Linked DNA regions of Ovis aries: region 2 is linked to region 1. Evidence: chromatin contacts called from public Hi-C data. All regions are on one chromosome and are shown on one strand. Each heading gives the region's core, a stretch centred on a gene start, on an enhancer-like site or on the middle of the called end of the contact. The rest is flanking DNA. Distances are from core to core; before and after follow the strand shown.

Region 1 (6,240 bases), core at 2,601-5,100:
GTATTGCAGGCAGATTCTTTCCAGCGGAGCCACCAGGGAAACCCTTTTTAAGATGTATGCTTGATTATGTTCTGGTCGAAGAGGAAGTTTCAGACGATTAAATAAAGCTAGCCAAATACCATCACAGCAGAACCTTCATAATAAACTAAAATCCTAGAGAGCAGAGGTGACATCCTCCTGGTTATAGAGGTATGTGCCTGTCAGGAAGAGAAAGCCAACTCCATGTTTGCAGAGTCAAGATGAAATCAAATGTCATATGGCTTCACAGGGGCCATATGTTGATGCTTCTTCCTATAGGAGGAATCGCTGAGTCGTTCGAAACAGAATGTAAAAATAACAAACGGGCTGAACGAGCAGGCTCAGTCAGGGCCTAGGAAGTGTAAGAAGCCTCCTTTTTGTTTTTGCTGCTCCACTGGTGGGGAGGTAGGTCTATACACCATATACTCCAGCTCTTTTGTAAACAGACACAACTCACAGTCTCAGCCTGGAGTGCGGCCAGCTGAAACCGGCTCCTGGAGGAATCGAACCCCTGAAGGGGGAGCAGAGTCAGCAGTGCTTTCCTTATTCCCCCGCCTGCCAAGGCTACCCCGATCCAATGCTTCTCGCCCACCTCCAGGCAGCACAGGGCAGTTAATAAGGCACGGAGAATGGGAAGCACACATCAGCACCACGTGTGGTAAGCGGTAGGTAATTACATTTCAGTTGTTTAATTAAGTTTCACTTTCTGGTTGCCTTGGGGAAACTGTAGGGAAGGATTTTTGTTGTTGTTGTTTTCCCCTGATGCCTCCTTTTCTTTTGTCCCCTGGCTAGAAACTGAGCAGTTCCACATTGCTGTTGAAATAGATACGCATGCTGCATTTGTGTTGGCTGAGTCCAGCACCTATAATCATATATTTCCTCTCTTTGGTCTATGTGTGTGCCACTGTCTTAATATGTGGGGTAGGAATTTCACTCAATGGAGACATAACTTTTCTATTGTCTTAGGGCTTATTGAAACCAGCCCATTCTCTATTAGAATGTTTTTCTGTACTTCAGCCATCGGCTCAGCACTGACTCTGTTATTGTTTTTCACCCTTTTCTTTAAAGACTGTGTATTTTCTATCAAAGTCCAAGGAGCTGATAAATTTTCTATACTTGCAAGGAAATCTTTTTCCTTTTTTTCCTAGATTGTGCACATATACACGTTAGGCGCTAGGAGTGCTATACCCTTCCTCGGAAGGCTGCGTGGCCATTCTTTCATTCTCTTAAAAATTACCTGTGGACCTACTATGTGAAAGAATATGTGATGTGCTCAATGGAAGAGTTACTTTTCCATAAGGTTATGGTTTAGTTAGTCTCCAGTATTTCTAAATTTATATGCCTTGAATATTCCATCACAGAGGGGCCCCACTATGACACACCTCCCTGAGTATGATGATTATTGAGGTGTGTCCTTGGAACACACCCAGCCCCAGAAGGGGGCAAGGGTGTCATGGCACAGGAAACCTAGAAGCGCATCCTGCCACTCAGCACCTAGGAAATAACATATCAATCAGTTTCCAGCTTCTCTCCTGGAAGTAAACCCTGCATTTGAAAATGGTTGACTGCTTTAAGAGACAATTCATTTTTCTCAAGAGATGTGGTCAATTTCACCTTACCAGTGATACTCAGAATAAGGGTTTTGAAAGGCTGTCATCTTCTTAAAACTCCAGCCCAGGACGGATGTAGGAGGGTCACGGTCGTCACTGCTGAGTTACCTGTTCCTTTTTCTCCTGAGCTCAGTTTCCACGCTGCAGGCTTCAGTGCAGTGCAGCTACCTCAGAAGCTGTATTTCAGTTGTTCCCTCAAAGGATTACAATGTTTGCAGCAGTAATTCATGAGCAAGGTATCACTGTCATTTTCCTGTCGCATTTTTTGCCCCTGCAAACTCTCTCTCGCCTCCTCTTCCAAGCACTGGGGTCAGGAAAGGGCACTCATTTTTCTGTCCATTTGCATGGACTAAGATGCTTTGCACTGAGCATGTTGATCTGCCACCTTTCTGACCTCTTCTGGAATCTGGCCTCCTCTGTGGCAGTTTCTACCAAGACCCGAGGAAAAGTTAGCTGATACTGTTTGTTCATGCCCTGTGCTATGCCCAGTCGCTTCAGTCATGTCCGACTCTTTGTGACTCCATGGACTGAAGCCCACCAGGCTCCTCTGTCCATGGCATTCTCCAGGCACAAATACTGCAGTGGGTTGTCATGCTCTTCCCCAGGGGATCTTCCTGATCCTAGGATTGAACCCACATCGCCTGTGTCTCCTGCACTGGCAGGAGGATTCTTTACCACTGAGCCACCGGGAAAGCTCTTGTTTTGTGCCCTAAGGAGTAAATAGTATGTTTTGTTTCCATAGCAATTTGAATTCCTTATGTTAATGTTATAACCCTGGTATGGCTAAGTCTGTGCCATCTGCTAACTTTTTGCTGAAGTCAGAGGGTCTTGCCGTTCAGAACTCCTCTTATAATGAAAGGATTTATGTGTACGGCTGAAGAAACGTGTATTTAGTGTAGCAAATATGTCAGGGACTTGCACTCCTTTCAGCGTTTTCATTTCAGAAGCATCTTGAGAAGTGATCCAGCATTACAACTTCGGGTATGATTCCTAATTCTTCATTTGCAGACCCTCCTTTATTAGCTTCAAAGATATAACTTGAAACTTCAATAAGGTAGAGTCCATGAGGAGAGATTCCAAAATGGATAAAATAAAGCTGAGGGAAATTAAAACAGCTTGCCCAGTCTGACTAAGAGGGTCAGGAATAGAACCTGACTCCTAATAGAACACATTTTTGTGTGGGTGGCACAAAAGAACGGGACATGTTAACAATCAGAAAAAGCTCAAGTTCAGCCATAAAGCATATTTGTACACACTGTTGCATATTGTGTTCAAATGACTTATTTTTGCCTCAGTCTGTTCCACTGCACATTCCTGCCAGAGGTAGGTATTGGTTTGGAGATCCTTTTTTCTCCTGCAGCACGCAAGAGTCAGAGTTTCCAGATACGAAACTGAGTAGGGGGTCTGGGTCATACAAGACATGAGCTGGTGGGGTCCTCGCTTTGTAACCAATTCAGCGACAGCTGGCAACACCTTGGTGTACGAGGAGGCTTTACAAACCCAGCCAGTTTCCATGGGGATGCAGAGTTGCTGAGGCAAACGTGGGCAAATGTAGGAAAGACAGCCCAGGCAGGAGACACGCGGGTACACGTGGCCACAACTCAGGTTACAGGATCCAGGGAAGTGATCCGGCTCTTCTGTGAATTACAGTCAGAACCAACATTTACTTCACAGGGATTTTCATACATTATCTCAATTTTCCCTCAGAAAGGCCCCGAGAAGGAAGTATGTTAGCACACTGTTACAGATCTTTTATGAGGGCAAACATAGTCTCTATCCGGGAGATTTCAACAGGCTCAAGGTTATGCAACTAAGAAATAAGGATACACACAGTCAAGTCTCTTGATTCCAAATTGGGTGCCCTTTCATTTTTGTTTTTGTATTTGTATTTATTTTTTATTGAAGTATAGGTGATCTGCAATGTTGTGTTAGTTTTAGGTGTCCAACAAAATGATTCAATTATACGTGTGTGTGTGTATCTCAGATTCTTTTCTCTTAGAGGTTATTACAAAATACTGAGTATGTTTCCCTGAGCTATGTAGTGGGTCCTTTTTGGTTATCTGTTTTATATATAGTATTGTGCTTCTGTTAATCCCAAACTCCTAATTCATCTCCTGCCTTTTGGGTCCCCTTTTAATGAGACCAACCACTTGGCCTGCTCCAAGTGCTCTTGTGCCACCGCAGCCTCCCTCCACACCTGCAGAGACAAAGTACAGACTGAAGGGATTTCTGCTGTGCTTACAGGTGTGTGAACTCTCAGAACCCCACTCTACTTTCCGCTTCTTTCAGGACCGTCTTTGCTCTCCCTTGAGGGGCATGCAGGTCACAGTGTGGGCTCATCTGCCTCTGTGGTCTTCATCCTTCACAGTGGACATCCGACTTCCTTTTATGGCATTCTGGATGATTCATTAATAGTTTGATTTTTTGCAAGATACATGGACATTTTTTGATTGAGAAACACTTTAGAAATGCCAAACATATTACTGTGATGAAATAACAATGACTAATATCGCTCTTAAATGGTTGGAATTATAAGGGCTTCAGCCTTTTTTTTACTCAATGTGTTTGTTTTGGTTTGTTTTATCTTGCCTTTCAAATGGTCTTATTGGCTTTGAAACATTAGCAAGCAGTATTGTTCTCTTACAGCTCTAGCTCCAACTTTTAACAGCCATAGGAAGCAGATTCAAAACATACCTGAATTAGACATGGGATTTTACAGAACATTTTATTTTTACTGATTTGTGATAAAACTGAATAAACCACAATTGGTTAAAGATGTGATAGTACAACTAAACTTAGGGTGAATAAAGTAATCTTAAGAAGTAAATTGTTTATGTAGATATGATAATACCATAATATACTCAATCCAATAAAATACACAAACTAGAATAGGAATTTTCAAACTTTTAACTCCTGGAGGAGCAGTATAATGATTACGGTCATACTTAGCCATGTAAAGATCTATAAACACATAGATGCAAAGTAAATGCAAATTCTTTGGTTTATTAATGGATGACAGTATTGAAAACAAGCCAGAAAGTGCAGGCAGATGAGATTATAGTAAGCCATAAAAATATGGCACTTGCAACCAAAAACTTGCCATTTCTGGGGTGGCAGATGAAATAGAGCATTAAAACAAGGGTTTTTAAAACATGGATTAAATGTTTTAAATGAAAACAAATGGTAACAGGAAGAGAAAAACAAGAGGAAACAAAATGAGCAGGAATCAGAATCCTGGGGAAGTTTTTTACTTTGATTTCTGTGAATTCTAAGTATGCAATCAAGAATGCATTGAGGGTCAAGTTTAATCTTATCTATGAGAACATTTTACGTTACTTTAAGTCAGCACATTTAGAAAAATAAAGAGCTGACTTTGTGACTGAGCATTTTGTTTGATCATCATGTGTAAAGTCGTGTTTGACTCTTTGCAGCCCCATGGACTGTAGCTTGCCAGGCTCCTCTGTCCATGGGATTCTCCAGGCAGTACTGGGGTGGATTGTCATTTCTTCTCCAGAGGAATCTTCCTGACCCAGGGATCGAACCCACATCTCCTGCATTGGCAGGCAGATTCTTTACCACTGAGCCACCTGGGAAGCCCTTGACGATCACACCCTCTATATAATTTTAGTCTACTTACATCTCAATTTCACTTTTAGTGACACTTAGGTCCAATTAGTGGTGCTCAGACTTTGGTGTAGGTCAGCATGTCGCAGGATGCTGGTGAACAGGGCAGATTTCTGAGTGACATCCCAGAAATTCTGGCCAGTACCTCTTGAGTGGGACCCAGCCAGATGCACGGACTACAGACCACCTTTTGAAAACACTATCAGAGAATCATCAATCAGGAGGGAAGTGGCTCTTTGAGCCAGAGAATGTCATTGATTTTTATGAACTCTGACTCTATCGAATATAAGTTTTACAATTTAAATTTTTGTTCATGGTGATGGATTAGAACTATGACATCTTCCTTGTTAGTCAAAAACAGGATTATACAGCTGTCTGTGATTATACAACATGGTTGCTTATAATCAAACTTTTTAGAACATAAAACTGAAAGAATGACCTAATTGAACTCTTCATTTTATAAATGAGCCCTATGAGGTTCAGAGAGTTGAAGTAGCTTGCTGTGTCATGTACGTTGCAAGTGACCACATAAGACTGCTTTGCCCTTTCCATTCCTTATGTTACATTTCTCTTAAAATTCTCTGATAGTGGTCCGGTATTATAAAAAGGACGGAGGATAAGCCAAGCATCCCATTAGCTGATATCTTTGCCTTATACAGAAAAATAAGATTAGAAACTTGGGTAAAAATATATGCAGTCAAAACAAGTAATTGCATAGTGACAACTATATGATACGTCTTGTCCTTCCTCTAAATAAATGTCGTGAACTAGGGGATGGTGTAACAATGCTAAGTTGTTGCAGACGTAAAAGTCTGAGTGTCCGCCTGCAGTGCGGGAGACCCAGGTTTGATCTCTGGGTTGGGAAGATCCCCTGGAGAAGGAAATGGAAATCTATTCCACTGATACTGAGCCTTGATATTATTGAGCTACTCAACCAAATACCAACGATGACCTATCTCCAGAAATATGGTAAATGTGAGAATCCCAT
Region 2 (6,105 bases), core at 2,880-5,379, 220 kb after region 1:
TTGGAGAGATTTATGGAATGAATCATGACTCTTCTTGCTAGATCTCTATGTTGTCATCCCAGAGGACTTTGGAAGACTAACAGCCAAGCTAAGGTTCTTTGCTCTGTCTTCGTGTGTGTGTGTGTGTGTGTGTGTGTGTGTGTGTGTGTGTGTGTGCGCGCGCGCGCATGTGTATGAGAGAGAGAGAGACAGAGAGGAGAGAGGGAGACAGAGACAGAGAGCGCATTGTATATCAGGCATGACACAGGAGAGTTAGAAAAACAAGCACCCTCTGCCCCACTGCCCCATGAGAGTTAATATCTGTAAACACGAATGCGTTAGAAGAACTCTATTCCTCTTGGCTTTGGGATAAATATTTGATAAAACCAACACATTCCTTAGTAACTCTTCTTCTACCTTTTTTTATTCAATAAAAAGATACGTATAAGCATTTTAAAATCTGCGAGACATGTATTCAGAACATTTTCCAAATCATTACCAAAAGATCACTTTTGTTCGGACACTCTGGGTTCTGGAAATCAGCTATTTCCTGTCCACTTTGACACAAAAACATTCCTTCTCGCTTTTTAAGAATACAGTCCCTTGTTAAGAAGTTGGCTTTCCAATTTAGAGCATGAATTCTAATCATTTCTAAACTTTTATTCCACACTTAGAATTCAGGCAAAAGGACAAATAGCAATGGAGTTTATGAAGCATGAAACTCCTACATGAAAAGTATTTAGAAAAAATCAGTTGTTTCCATGATCATAATAACAGTGATTAAAACCAACTGAAGATTTATTCTGGGCCAAACACAGTTCAAGCACTTTACGTTTTTAATTCATTTAATCCTTGTAATAATTTTTGGAGAAAGATATTATTATTATCCTCCACATATTACAGCACAATGAGGTGTGTGGGGATTATTTAACTTCGCAAGATCATGCATCTGAATATCCCATCGTCTGAAGAGATTGTCTTCTACAAGTATAAAGGTGAATTTTATTACTCATGGGAAAGGAAATTGAGGCTTAGAGAGGCCCAAAGATTCATCCAAGGCACATAGCTGGTAAGGGTAGAGAAAGGACTTGAACTTAGGGATGTCTGAATCCAGAGCTTGGCTATATTCAATATGCACATATATACGTCACAAGTATTTTTCAGCATTCAGACAAACCCAGAAAATAATTTACATAAACATTTCATCAAGCTTTCCTCCTCACAGAATTTGAAAGGACATGAGAAGTCCTCTTACCTAACTATCCACCTAAAGTGCACATCATTTTCTAGAGTGGACTTGATCCATGGTCTCCTACTTCCATCCATCCATCCTCTAGGAACACAGACGGTCCGTACCTGAATCATCCTCTTAGTGGAGAGTTTTCTTATATTAAGCTGATGTGCTGTGACCTAACCTTACACGTTTTATGAATTGCGAAGTAAATATTGTCATTCTTAGGAACCTTGGTACTAACCTGGCACTACATCAAATCATATATCTTTAGGGCAACAGAAGAAGAAGATGTCATACAATGGTGTCCCATAGCTGGCCAACCACGAACCTTAGGTCCCTTTGGTAAAAGATTTCTGGCCATCCTTGGCTTGTTGTACAGACATGAACTCAGCTCACTTCTAAGCACTTAGGCAACATCTGAGCAGAACTGAAACCCTTGGTTGAACTCTGGTCCAGAAGACATTGTATTAACAGGCAAAAAAAAAAAAAAAAGGAAATTCAGGACTGGATTTGGGTGAGGAATTTATAGACTTTGTTGGAATTAGTTCTAATCATATCAATTCATATCAAATACAGTTACAAAGGGATTCTCAAATCAGAAGAACTTAACATATTCATAAGTCTTTCTGTATGTGTGTATTTTTTAAATTAATTTTTTGAAGTAGTTGATTTTCAATATTGTATTAGTTTCTGCTGTACAGCAAAATGAATCCATTATATATATATACACACACATATATTCACTCTCTTTTAGATTCTATTCCCATAATAGAATCACAGATGTAGAAAACAAACATGGTTATCAGAAAAGAAACTGGGAGGAAGGGATAAACTGGGAGATTGGGATTGACATATATACCCTACTACATATAAAATAGATAACTAATAAAACGTACTGTATAGCACAGGGAACTCTACTCAATACTCTGTGTATTTTTTTAATGAGCATTTACTGGGTAGCTATTTCAGGAACCTATGACCCCATAAAAAGCCCTCAGTTTTGGACTGAGGCAACCTTGGGCACAGATCCCAGCTTTGTCCTTTTCCAGCTAGGTAACCCGAGTCATTAAAAACCTCTCCAAGACTTGGTTTTCTCATCTATAAATAGGAGTAATAATGTGTATCAGAGGTAATAATGGGACCACTGTGATGGCTAAGTGGCATAATGTGTATAAAATATGCAGCATGCTCATTGGCACCTAGTAAGCACTCAGCACATGGTGGTGCTTATTACAGTAGCTATTCATTCATTCATTCATTGACTCAAATAATAAAATTTATTGAGTTCTCATATAGTAGAACCATACATCGACGCCTTATGCCCTAGGCGTCGAAGGTGGAGCACTAGAGAGAGGAGGGGGCCCTGACTTCCTAGAACTTGCCATCTAGCTGGGAAAACGGACACTAAAACAGATACAAATAATAAAAATGAAGAGTAAGTTATGAGGGGGGAAGTACAGGGAAGTTCGGGGATGTGTAACTTTGTTGGGGGTGTGAAAAGGGTCCCCAAAGAAGACTGTGAGCCCTGAGGGGAGAGTCAGCAGCAGACAGAAGTGGGCAGAGATGGGTGGGCAGCTTGTCCCAGGCCAGGGAACAGTACACCCAAAGCCAAGGAGTGAGAGGGCGGGCACATGTCAGCAAGAAAAGATGGGTCAAGGGCCAAAGAGAATGACGGGAGGTTGGATCAGACTGGGGCCGAATTATGGAGACCCTTGTAGGAGCCATGTTAGAGAGCTTGTTAGGCTTGATCCTAAAGTCAATGGGAAGCCACTAAAAAGCTTTATTTCTTGTGGGTTGCAGGGAGGTGTTGGCAACATAATCCTACTTGACTTCAGGGTAACAGAGAACAGGAGTTGGTCCTTGTCGTGGAGATGATTATAATCTCATGGTAGGAGAGGCTGAAGGGGAGGAAAGGGGTCACAAAGAGAAGGACACACTTAAGAAGGTTCCAGGAAAAAACGAATACTCCTAGGTACAAAGTTTTAGGTGAGACTTTAAAACAGGGAGTGGTAGTTGATACAGCATTTGAGATTCATCTTCGGGTGGGGAGAAGGGACTGTCAGGGAGTTTGAGGTGCACAGGTCCACGCTGCTCTATTTAAAATGGATAAGCAACAAGGACGGACAGTGGCACAGGGAACCCTGCGGTTATGTGGCGCCAGGATGGGAGGGGAGTTTGGAGGAAATGGATGCATGTATATGTGTGACTACTCGCTCCAGCATTCTTGCCTGGAGAATCCTATGGACAGAGGAGCCGGGCAGGCTACTGTCCATGGGGTCGCAAGAGTCGGACATGACTTAGCAACTAAACCACCACCACCATATGTATGGCTGAGTCCCTTCACTGCTCACCTGAAATTATCACGTTATTTATTAATTGGCTATACCCCCAATAAAAAATAGAGAAAAAAATGGACACTCTCTGGGTGAGGAGAGCTGGTGGCGAAGGGTGCTTGCCCTCCTGGATACCTTAAGAAGTAAAATTAATAGCTCTACTGTTTAAGCACACCCAGATTCTGTTAACTGGTCTATTTGTACATTCCACACCCTTCTGCCAGGCCGTATTTCAGAACCCAGTTGGGAGAAAACTCTGCTACCTTTACCGTAGTGCTTAAAACCCATATTCTGTAAATTTCAAATTATTACCATGTGTGACCCCCCCGACACCACCCCCCGCCCTCCAGGGCCGTTTCCAGCCGGATGCCTATGTAAGCTTACAGCTTTCCAGAGCATTTCCTATACACCCCCTCCAGCTGTGAACTTTTTACCTGGGTTTCGCTGCAGTGTCTACATGCTTATTGAGAAGTTAAAACAGTACAGGAAATTCTACATCATCCCCCTGGCATTACCAGTTAAATCGCTGAGTGTCTGGCCCTTATGAGGTTGAGCCATTTATTATAAATGCCACATCACAGTTGCAGCAACTTTCTGTTCCTTTTGAGTCATTCTCTGTAAGATGAACCAAGACGAATAGTACCCTGCTCCTGCCCCTCTCGAACTTTCTATTTACTTTCTCTTTACTGATTAAACACATGAAAAGAACATCAGGGCAAGGAGCCGTCGGATTGTTTTCACGCGATGGCTGAAATAGCCATTTCTCTCTGCAATAAACTTTTTTCTTTAAGTCGGGGTGGGAGCGGGCTTCCTATTTTGTTCTGAGGCTTCTCTTCAGTGACGTGCCTGTGCTAAGCACTGCTTTCACATTAACTGTCTGATTCACCTTACTTGGAACGTGGCAGATTTTCAGTAAATATGTCTCACGCTGCTTTGAAGAACCGTCTGTCCCAGAGGTTAAGTAACCTCTGGTCACACTTAGGATTTGTTGTTTTCAGTTAGTATTGTTGTTACTCATGGCAATCAATTTGTCCATCAGAAAGGGTACCCTGTGTGCAGCTGGGAAGCTTGTACTGCTCTCAGCCAGATAAAGTGAAAAGCAAAGGCTTTTTTGCCCATGAAGAAGTACTAGAAAAATGACACAGAAATTAGTTTTTCTTCTTTTGTTACCTTTATACCTATGGGGTATATTTATAGTAGGGCTTTGCAAGTGGCTCCATCGTAAAGAATCAACCTGCCAAAGCAGGAGACGCAAGAGACTCAAGTTTGATCCCTGGCTTGGGAAGATCCCCTGGAGGAAGGCATGGCAACCCATTCCAGTATTCTTGCCTGGAGAATCCCATGGACAGAGGAGCCTAGTGGGCTACAGTCCATGGGGTTGCAAAGAGTCAGACACGACTGAGCACAGCACGTATTTAAATTAAGCACGATTCATTTGAGATACTTCCTCCTAACACAGAGAAAGCATCAGAAATGAGAAAACTGGAAGAAGGCAAGGGAAAATGGAAAAAACAGAGAAAGAAGGGACAAAGGGAAGTTTTGTTTGAAATGAAATTACTTACCTGGAAACATTTCTTTTGAAACTCTGACTTTCAGGTGTTTACACCTTTCCTACAGAAAGGAAGTTGCTTGTCTTATAGAATTGGTGGATCCTCCACTCTGTGTTGGTGTCCTGATATCCAGATGTCAAAAGCAGATTGGTGGTAGACACCCATATTTCAAGGAAGCAAGTCTGGCTTCCTTTTTTCTCTCTATCTGAACAACTGGTGCACTTAATAGAGAACTGTGTTCATCTTTTCAAACTCGCTTTCCACTTTTGTATTTTCCTCTTCTCATGACATTATTCAGGAAAACGGCCAGCATTACTTTGGTTTCCTGTCTCCAGCCCTCAGTTACCCTTCAGATGCTCACTCTCTTGGGTGAATTTTTGTCTTTCACTCATCTCAGGAAATCACACCATCTCTTCATCCAAAATTGTGGTACTGGAGAACTGTGGTGCTAGAGAAGACTCTTAAGAGTCCCTTGGACTGCAAGGAGGTCAAACCAGCCAATCCTCAAGGAAATCAACCCTGAATATTCATTTGAAGGACTGATGCTGAAGCTGAAATGCCAATTCTTTGGCCACCTGATGCAAAGAGCAGACTCATTGGAAAAGACCCTGATGCTGGGAAAGATTGAAGGCAAAAGAAGAAGAGGGCAGCAGAGGATGAAATGGTTAGATAGTATCACTGACTCAAAGGACATAAATCTGAGCAAACTCCAGGAGACAGTGAAGCACAGGGGAGCCTCGCGTGCTGAGATCCACAGGGTCGTGAAGAATTAGACGTGACTCAGCAACTGAACAACTCCATCCAGAAAAACCTGAGGGAAAGAACAGTGCAGGCAGACAACTTCTTGTCATCAAAAGAATAGCTGCCCCTGTGCTTAAGACAAACTTAGAGGATTTCTAAATGCATCTCTATGGGAGCATTTTCTTGGGAATTTGACAACCAGATTCCTCAAGGAGAAACGATCAAGCAAATAATGATTGTCCCCAAATCACCAGATACACAGGGCACA

What was found. Hi-C and Micro-C count contacts between places; a contact is called where the count stands out from the background.
Region 2: a Hi-C map of omental adipose tissue shows a contact between it and region 1, with 1.7 times the contacts expected there. The contact joins two enhancer-like sites. A contact is called at or near these places in 4 of 16 Hi-C or Micro-C datasets (hypothalamus, omental adipose tissue, skin fibroblasts and 1 more).

Annotation. Positions count from the first base shown.
Region 1 is chr15:13,597,786-13,604,025 of ARS-UI_Ramb_v3.0, forward strand. All of the region lies in intron 1 of MAML2 (mastermind like transcriptional coactivator 2), which reads left to right. Among named protein-coding and RNA genes, the nearest start is that of MAML2, 88 kb to the left of the region's middle. Within about 2 kb of position 3,851, at least 7 of the 54 cell types and tissues checked have an H3K27ac peak or open chromatin away from gene starts, as enhancers often do.
Region 2 is chr15:13,812,807-13,818,911 of ARS-UI_Ramb_v3.0, forward strand. The region is part of intron 2 of MAML2 (mastermind like transcriptional coactivator 2); the gene reads left to right. Among named protein-coding and RNA genes, the nearest start is that of MTMR2, 140 kb to the right of the region's middle. Within about 2 kb of position 4,130, at least 17 of the 54 cell types and tissues checked have an H3K27ac peak or open chromatin away from gene starts, as enhancers often do.